2 separate regions of the Mus musculus genome follow, and region 2 is linked to region 1. Evidence: chromatin contacts called from public HiChIP or PLAC-seq data. All regions are on one chromosome and are shown on one strand. Each heading gives the region's core, a stretch centred on a gene start, on an enhancer-like site or on the middle of the called end of the contact. The rest is flanking DNA. Distances are from core to core; before and after follow the strand shown.

Evidence for each region. HiChIP or PLAC-seq counts read pairs in DNA pulled down with a chosen protein or histone mark.
Region 2: an H3K27ac HiChIP or PLAC-seq map of heart atrium shows a contact between it and region 1, with 9 read pairs. The contact joins two enhancer-like sites. A contact is called at or near these places in 4 of 39 promoter capture datasets (the C10 cell line, the HPC-7 cell line, liver and 1 more), 2 of 15 datasets of contacts at CTCF or cohesin (the NIH/3T3 cell line and large pre-B cells), 11 of 484 Hi-C or Micro-C datasets (the G1E-ER4 cell line, cortical glia, embryonic stem cells and 5 more), 8 of 115 datasets of contacts at active chromatin or transcription factors (bone marrow-derived dendritic cells, embryonic stem cells, heart atrium and 2 more) and 1 of 9 other capture datasets (embryonic stem cells).

What each region holds. Positions count from the first base shown.
Region 1 is chr4:57,763,091-57,767,645 of GRCm38.p6, forward strand. The region is part of intron 7 of Pakap (paralemmin A kinase anchor protein); the gene reads left to right. Among named protein-coding and RNA genes, the nearest start is that of Gm35099, 9.8 kb to the left of the region's middle. Within about 2 kb of position 1,436, at least 40 of the 459 cell types and tissues checked have an H3K27ac peak or open chromatin away from gene starts, as enhancers often do. A contact at or near this core is called in heart atrium, where this site is marked.
Region 2 is chr4:57,878,680-57,883,435 of GRCm38.p6, forward strand. Pakap (paralemmin A kinase anchor protein) reads left to right here. Exons shown (of 11, transcript NM_001384150.1): 9 at 4,345-4,523. Among named protein-coding and RNA genes, the nearest start is that of Gm26138, 3.6 kb to the left of the region's middle. Within about 2 kb of position 1,537, at least 10 of the 459 cell types and tissues checked have an H3K27ac peak or open chromatin away from gene starts, as enhancers often do. A contact at or near this core is called in heart atrium, where this site is marked.

The DNA.
Region 1 (4,555 bases), core at 186-2,685:
CAAGCAAATAAAAAGAAAAAAGAAAAAGAAAGAAAAGAAAATCTCACTGGATGTGGTAGCACTCATTCCCAGGAGGGAGAGGCAGAGCTCTGTGAGTTCCAGGCCAAACTATTTAAGGACAGTGAGTAGTCTGGGCATAGCCAGGCTCACACTCTTGCAGCACACAGTCCCTTCTTTTCCATTTTTCATCTTTTAGAGGCTCTACAATTTCACAGCCTTTAAAAAAAAATTACTCTTCTCCCTCCCTTTGTCCCCGTCTCCTCTCTTCCTTCTTTCTTTTATTTTTCTCTTTTCTTAACCAGGCAGTGGTGGCACAAGCCTTTAATCCCAGCACTCAGTTGGCAGAGGCAGGTGGATTTCTGAGTTCGAGGCCAGCCTGGTCTACAGAGTGAGTTCCAGGACAGCCAGGGCTACACAGAAAAACCCTGTCACAAACAAACAAACAAACAACCATCTTATGTAGCCCAGGCTGACCTTAGCATTTCTATGTAGTTAAGAGCCCCTTTGAATTCCTTCCCTTCCTGGTTTCAGCCTCCATCTCTGCCACCACACTCAGTTCCCTTTGGCTTTTAGAAAATCCTTTTGGGGGCATATAGTTTTTATACCATATAGATCATCCACGTGTCTAATAACTTTTAGCAAATGCATCGTTACAAGCCCGAGGCAAGTACTCTACCGCTGAACTACACCTCCAACCCCACCGGGTTTAAAATATCCTCACCACTCCCGTGAGACCTTACCTGTCCTCTTCCCTGTCGCCTCTCCCACCAGAACTCCAGGCTGTGCAGTCTTACAGCACACATTCTTGTATGCCTGGCTTAGCATGACTTGAATGTTGAATAACATTTGGCTTATGAGTATGCCGGCCAGTGTGTTGATGTCTTACGGGGTTGTTTTTGGAAAACTGGGGCAGGAACCCAGGGCCTGATGCATGGTAGGCAAATGCTCTGCAGTGAGCTACATAGCCAGCCCAGTTTAGGTTTGATTTTATACTTTTACACTTTTATAAGTTGATTGCCTTGGAAGTCGTTCCTGCTTGCTGTCAGTAATGCTACCAAAGAGGTAGCTGAAGAGAGGACCAGGTCCTTAACTATCTCGGGAGATGCATCACAGAGTTGTAGTGGTGCAGTTGCTCTCCCTGAGGTTCAGTGTGTTTAGATGAGCAACACTTAGTTGCTCATTTAGTTGCTAATTGTACAGGCTAACTGAGGTAACATGTATTTAAAAAAAAAAAAGAGCAGAAAAAGAAGAATGCAAGAGAGTCAGAGAAGGAATCAAAAGTTTGCCTCTGCCAGCAACAACTAGAAAGAGGTTTTCCCTTTTCCTGCAGGATCACAGCATAGTTTATAGGCACTAAAGGGGCTCTCACTTTCTGAAGCCACATGGACAATAGATTAGTTCCAAATAAGCCAACTCTGGAAGGCCTGTGGGCAGAGTAACCAGGCTACCAGGAACTTCCATCTGGAGACAGTTAGGCCACACATACATGGATGCGCTGTGATGCTATGTACTCTGAAGCTGCTGGAACTCTTCCAAGGAAGAGGTTAGCTATTCTTGGAAACAAGTCAATCTTAAAAGCTGTGAGCAGCAGTTTGGCTGACTGTGGAAAACAGGAGGTAAATCTAGACAGTGGACAAGCTACAAGGTCTGGGGTCATTTTTATTGAAATGTAGCAGTTTTATGAGGTTATATTCTCATTTGGCCCATAAAGTAATGATACTTCTCTAGTAATTCTGGAGTAATTCAGGCACACACACACACACACACACACACACACACGCGCGCGTATGCAGAATCCAGAAGACATTGCTGCCATTGCTTCTCAGATGCTGTCTACCTACCTTAGGTTTTGAGACAAGGTTGTTTTCTGGCTCTGGGGCTCACCAAGTAGGCTAGGTTGGCTGCCCTGCGAGCCTTGGGACTTTCTGTTTTGGGATGACAAACAGCAGCCTGGCTTGTTAGCTTGGCTTCTGTGGATCAAACTCCAATCTTCAAGCTTGCAAGCACTCTGCTGACTAAACTATTTCCCTATCACCCAGCTGCTTAGAAGGAAACCATCCCCACTGACCTCCTCAACTCTGGGATGTAATTTGCTATTACAAGTCCATTCTTGGGTCAGGGCAGGGTGAGCAGTACTTTCCAGGCCTCCTGTTTGAGCCTGTTCTTTTAAAATGCTGCCCAGGGAAGAAGTCCAACCTGACTGGGAAGAAAACAAGTGGACAGTGCAGGTTTGGGAAGATTTGCTTCAAGACTGCTTCCAGTGCCTCCTTCCTGTTGGTAGCTTCTAGTACCTCCTTCCAGTTGGTAGTAGTTTACCCATCCATCTGGCCCTCAAAGCCATTGCTTCTCTCCTAGAAACCTGATCATGAACTGCTCTATTTTCTATCAGTAATTGCATGTTTCCAGTCTTGGGTGACAGACAGTACATGGCTTCTTCAATCCCAACATGGCGGGTTATCCTATGCCCTCTTGTTCTATGAATGTTAAGACTAAAAACTAGCCTGTCCTACACTTTTAAACCCAGCACTCAAAATGTAGAAACTGGCAGATGTCTGTGAATTTGGGGCCAACCTGGGCTGCATAATGAGAACCTATCTTAAAACAAACAAACAAAAAACTTTAAGTGTTTCTGAAGATGAGTGTAAACCTCAAGACTTCTTCTAAAAAAAAACAAAAACAAAAACAAAACACTTGTATTGTCATTAAATCTGTAACATTTCTCCCTTGCTTAAGCCACAAACAAGACTGGCACCCTGGAGGTACCTTGAGGCTGTGAGTAGTGTTTGAGAACGGCCCATTTCCAAGTTGAGGAAGATTCTGGGTGGACAGCCACATGCAAAGAGGACGCTTCTCTCTCCGTGTGAAACGTGTGGCTGGGAGAGAGACTGTCCCCTGAGAAAGGCAGATGTTCTCCATTACAAAGCAGGGGAAGCATTTGGACTCTTCCTGCAGTGAATAGGGGTCACAGGTTACAGCTTTCTTTGGCTTTGAGTATAAGAAGCCATTCTGGAGAGCCTTTTGTTGCTGGAGGTGGAGAGTTCTTTGCCCTTTGTTTTCAATGGTGACAACATTGAGGGGTATTGTTTTCTGCTGCCTCCCACCCTGGGACAAAAAGACACATTTGGGACCAAAAGTTTTGTCTACACTGCACATATGTAAAGGTTGCTCTAAATTTGTTCCCTGGCTAAAGGAAATTTTCACCCTGCTTTCCCTTTTTTAGGTCTCTGAGTCTATTTAGGGTAGTGGCTCTCAGAGAGAGGTTGACCCTGTTGGGGAGGAGGCAGCCCGGCTTATATGGGACAACTTTCACAATACTTTCTCTTGGAGAATAACTGCCTTAAATTTTCTTTAAATACAGTGGGCATAGCAGTGCACACCTTTAATCCTCACTTGGAAGACAGAGGCAAGAGGATCTCTGTGAGTGCAAGGGCAGCCTGGCCTACATAGCAAGTTTCAGGCCTGTTGGGAATGCATATTGAGACCCTGAATCAAACCAAACAAACAAACAAACAAAAAAACAAGTCAAAAACTAATTTTAGCTGGGTGTGATTGCTCCCATCTGTGATCCCAGCACTTGGAAGGCTGAGACAGGAGAAATGCCATGAGTTCAAATCTCTTATATGAAAGACTGTCTCAAAATACAGTTGTACACAATACACACATTTCCAGCTTGCTATGGTGGTGGATGTCTATAATCCCAGCATGTTATAATCATGGAATGTTGAATGTCAGGCCAGGCTAGGCCACACAAGAAGGACTTCATCTCAAAAAGTCCGCCCCACACTCCACTTCTGAAAGGCCCAGGGAACGTCACAGAAGAGGGAGGGCAGAAAGGGTGTAAGAGCCAGCGAATGGGCATAGCACATGTTCCTGACATGACATGGTGGTCAAACTAATGAACTCACTGCAGTTGCAGTTACCCATACAAGACCTGCACAGAATCTAAATCAAGTCAGTCCAAAAGTCCACTCCCAGCCAGGCGTGGTGGCGCATGCCTTTAATCCCAGCACTCGTGAGGCAGAGCCAGCCTCTGAGATTTCTGAGTTCGGATTTCTGAGTTCAAGGCCAGCCTGGTCTACAAAGTGAGTTCCAGGACAGCCAGGGCTATACAGAGAAACCCTGTCTCAAAAAACAAAACAAAACAAAAACAAACAAACAAACAAACAATCTACTCCCGGGGCTGGAGTTAGGGTTCTGAGAGCTGCTAAGAGCACACTGATTGCTCTTTCAGAAGACCAGAGATAGATTCCCAACACCCACAAAGCCTTCCACAACCCATCTGCAACTCTAGTTTCATGGCATTTGGTGCCCTTTTCTGGTCTCTCCATGTACTGCATGCTTGTGATGCTCAGACATATACGCAAATAATAAATAAATAAATAAATAAATAAATAAATGCTATCCTAAAGGATAATGCTAAAATAAATAAATAAATAAATAAATAAATAAATAAATAAATAAATGCTATCCTAAAGGATAATGCTAAAATAAATAAATAAATAAATAAATAAATAAATAAATAAATGCTATCCTAAAGGATAATGCTAAAGTCCTA
Region 2 (4,756 bases), core at 287-2,786, 120 kb after region 1:
ATATGTGAGCTTATGTGAGCAATTCTTGTTCAAACTACCACACATACACATATTTATTGTGTGTGGGTGTATAGGTGGGTGTGAGTGTGCACATGCCTTGATGCACATGTAGAGGTCAGAGAGCAATTTGCAGGAGTCAGTTATCCCCTTACACTATATAGGTCCCAGACATTGAACTGAGGCCATTGGGTTTGGCAGCAAATACTTTTATGCTCTGAGCCACCTTGCTGGCCCTCACACACCTTTCTAAAAAACCTATTGTTTGACAAGTTTGTTTATGTAATGCTATTGATTTGTTTGTAGCACTGAAGATTATTTCATATAGCCAGGGTAATAGAGATCACCCTAGCCGTGTGGGGCTGCCTGCCCTCAATTACCCCCAAAATGTGAGGCTCAAATTTACTCCATTATTTTAGACAGGACTATGTTTATGAAATAAGTTGAAGATGTTTCCTTTTGTCTACTGGGAAATGCAGGCTGATTTTTGTCCTGTTGGTTTCTTTGTGACAGTTGCATAATGTTACACGGTACCTGTTCCATACTTTATATGTGTCAACCCCAGTCTTCAGCCTAAACCAACAGAAGCCCACCCTGAGCTCTGCCTGGCATGGTCTGCTCTTGCTTCCCAGGGATGCAGGCGTTCTGTGAGATGGCCCTCTCTCCAGTCCAGGGCGCGTCTGGATAGCAGGATGCTAATCACTGAATAGGGAGGCCATTTTCAGGTACTTGATCATTCACCCAGTGAAGAGACAAATTCAAGAAGAGCAAAGTTTGATGGGCCAACCTGGGATGAAAGCTAAGGATACGGGAGCCATGAGATGCACACAACACCCAGGATACTCCACAGTTTGCAGATTCTTCTAATACACGTCCCCTAGGTCATAGAACTTGTAGGGCCCTCGTGAGGACATAGATTGATGTGACTCACTATTCAGACATATGCATTTCATTCTTTTTGTTTTTGTTTTTGTTTTTTTGAGACAGGGTTTCTCTGTGTAGCCTTGGCTGTCCTGGAACTCACTTTGTAGACCAGGCTGGCCCCGAACTCAGAGATCCACCTGCCTCTGCCTCCCAAGTGCTGGGATTAAAGGTGTGCGCCACCACGCCCAGCCACATTTCATTCTTATAATGACCCCATGAACTGCTGTGTTGGGGAAATACCACACGTTTCCCATAATCCTATGAGAAGTCTTTGACTCTGAACTCAGGACCCTGAGGAAGGAGTCAGGTGTGGAACAGTTCCCATTCTTCAGCTTTCCAGTGACTTGTGTGATTCCTAAGATGGGGCATGGAGTTCTAAGACATGACTTGTACCATACTGTAGGGAGGATGCTTGGTGGTCTTAAGGCCCAGGATAGAGAGCTGACCAAGTTAGCAAGTTTGTAGAACAGAACCAGTTTCTCCTTTGTCTCTGAGGCCTGCGACCTTCCTTCCTTGGGGTTGAATATCCAAAGTCTCTTCTGCCACCAATCACCTCTTTGGAGGCTCCTCCTCCAGCCCAGCTAAGACAGCCTTGCTTTCTGCGACCTCTACTGGCCGTCGCTGGCATTACTTTCTGTTCTAGGTTTTCCATAGGTTTTCTTCTGTTAGGCAGGCATTGTCTTTTTCTAATGGCCTACTTGCTTCTCTATGGGAACTTTCTCATTCCATCATATTGGAATTGGCCAAAATTCCGAACTAACTCTGACTATTGTTCTCAGATGTGATGCTGGCTGGAATCAGCATTGGGCTTTCATGATCCGAGCCATAATTATCCACTCTGTCTAGCCATCATGCATGTAAGAATTAAATGTCATGAGGGTCGTGAAGGACTTGCCGTAAGAACAACCTTAGGATCATTCCAGAGCATTGAGTCCTGCAGTCTGAATCCCAGAGTTTGTTTGTGTATGTTTGTGTTTTTTCACTTGCGTTTGACTACAGAATCACTCTGTAATCCAGGCTGGTATGGAATTTATTGTGTAGCACAGGCTGCTTTGAACTCATGATGATGCTCCTGCCTCTGACTTCCAAGTGTTGGGAGGGGACCTCTTTCCTGGGATTCTCTGGTGGTGGGGGAGTGTTGATCCCAGTGTTTTCTAAAGTGGTTGTATGCATTCTATAATAAACATATTGGCTTATTAAGTACATACTGACTCTTACCTTGTCCCTTATTCTGCTGGGATCCAGGAGTCAGGACAGATAGAAACCCCACTGTGACAGGTTCCTCACTGAAATGAGTGAAAAGGATTTATAGACGATTGGAATGATCTGTGTCTTCCTGTGATTTTTTACAGTTTACAGATGACAGTCACTTCAGTATCCAGAGATGATAAACAGTATAGTAAGAAAACGGCTTTCACAGACCTTAAAATAAAGTCTTATTTGGCAAAGACATCAGTGTGAAAACCAGAAGCTAAGTGTAGACAGTTTACTCTGCTTCCTAGACATTTACTGTTGGAAGAAGGGTTGATGGGAGATGGTCTGGACATTTGAGAGGGTGGCCAGCAACAGTCACCAACCTGACAGTGTGTGAAACAACGTTTCTGGCTTTCCAGACTTGCACAGATCGTATGTAGAATGCCCAAGGGATTACACAGTCTCACCCCACGGTTGTATTATTTCTTCAGATTCCGGTCAAATAGCAGCTACAGTCATTGGATGCTTTCTGTTCTGGATATTAACCTTTACCAGTGTTAACTTAGTCTTTATAGCAACTATGTAATATTAAGAGTAAGGAACTGGCCCAGAGCTATTTGACTGATGGCTGGTAAGTAGTGGGTTCAAACTCCAGCATACTGGCTCTAGACTCGAGATCTAGAGCATGCATGCTTACCACTCTCATGTACTGTTTCTCAAAGTTTCATTTAAAAGACCATTGTGAGTCTGGGGTTGTGGCCCAGTTGGTAGAGGCTTGCCTGGCATACATGAGGCCCAGAGTTTGGTCCCCAGTACAACCTAAAGTTAGATATAGTGGCATATGCCTATATTTCCAGCATTCAAGGAGAGTATAAGCTCAAGATTATCTTTAGCTACATACTGAGTTCAAGGCCAGCATAGGCTACAGAAGACTATTTCAAACTTCCCACCTCCTCTTCAACTCTGCTCTCTCTGTGTAGATCTGGCTGTCCTGGAACTCACAGAAATCTGTCTACCTCTGTCGCTGACTCCCAAGTGCTAGGATTAAAGATGTATAAGAAAACTGTTCACTATTGCTCCATCTCAGAGATGCAATTGAGTCTCTGTAGCACTAAAATCCACCCACGCATGCCTTGATGATCTAGAAGTGAAGGCTGGGGATTTACCACCTGTGAGAAGTGGGTCTCTAGGAGCTAAGGGCTCTGTTGGTAGAGCGCTTGCTTGGATTCAGTCACCAGCAAGGCATAAAGCAGGCATCGTGGCTGAGCTTGTAACCCTAGCGCCTGGGAGGAAGAAGCAGAAGTGAGTTTTGAAGTCAGTCTGGGCTATGTGAGTTCAAGGCCATCCTTCACATCGTGAGATACTGTCTTAAGAAACATGAATCTCCAAGGTGCCAACTCCTCTTGACAGCCTACTGTTGTGATCTGTGAATGAACACGTGTCCCTGTATATTTGGAACCAGTGTCTATCTGCCTGGCATATGTTCGAAGGATGCTGAGTATGCCTAGAGGCCCCACACCATTGCTCAAATCTCCCCACCTGGCAACTCTTGAGGGGCGATCTCAAGAGCTCAATCTTACCTTTCCACCTCTATTGTCACTCATTCCAGAAAGTCTAGGACCTTAGCAAAAGGTCTTTGGGACTCTAGCAGGTAAGATAAATGAAAGAAGTTAGCTAATTAAGCCTGGTGTCTCCTGAGAAGCTGGAGTCTTATTCTCATTCAAAGACTTCTCTATACCAGGGCAGGTCAACTAGTAATTGATTACCCCTGATGCAGGGGGCAAAGGATGCTGGGAGTGCTGGGGACAAACTTTGGCTCAAGTGGCCTTTGTAGATTCTCAGCTTCCTTACCTGTGAGAAGTTGGTTTCTACAGTGCTACAACCTCTGACAGCTTTATGATACTATCTGAGAGAATTCGTCTCCACAATCTTGGAGCTAATGTCTGTCTGTCTGTCTGTCTTTCTGCCTGCCTGCCTGACATGTTGCAAAGTGCCTGCCATTCCCATTTGAGTGAACTTTAGCTCTGGTGTCACTGTGGTGTGTGTTGAACAGGTTTGCACTTCGTTCTCTTAATGAAACCCTTTGACTTAACCATGACTCCGCTCTGCTCTTGAGTTTGCAAGTGTGTGCGAGTGCCCGAGAGACAGTTTTTTTTTTTTCTTCCTTCTACAAGCAGTGCCTGCTGAGCAGATGAGCTTAGAAAGGGTGTTCTCTTCGTGTTGTTTCAGGGAAAATAGAGAAAGTCAAACCTCCTCCATCCCCCACAACTGAAGGTCCCAGCTTACAGCCTGACTTAGCCCCTGAAGAGGCTGCCGGAACCCAGCGGCCCAAGAACCTGATGCAGACCCTCATGGAAGACTATGAGACCCACAAATCTAAAAGGCGCGAGAGAATGGATGATAGTAGTGTAAGTTTTTCCTCCTTTCCTTTCTCTTTTCTGAAGGTGACCTTGAGTGTGGCATGCCTGTATCTTGGATGTGTGTGCAATTTATCTGCTTCTCTTGCTTGCCTCATGATTCTGAAACCTATTTTCAAATGAGTGGTTTAATGTGCCTCGGGGACTAAGTATCTATCATCAAGAGCTGGTTGTTTGGTGGCTAAGCCAAGCTTGAGGTGGTGGGCGAGGCTGGTCCATGAGAT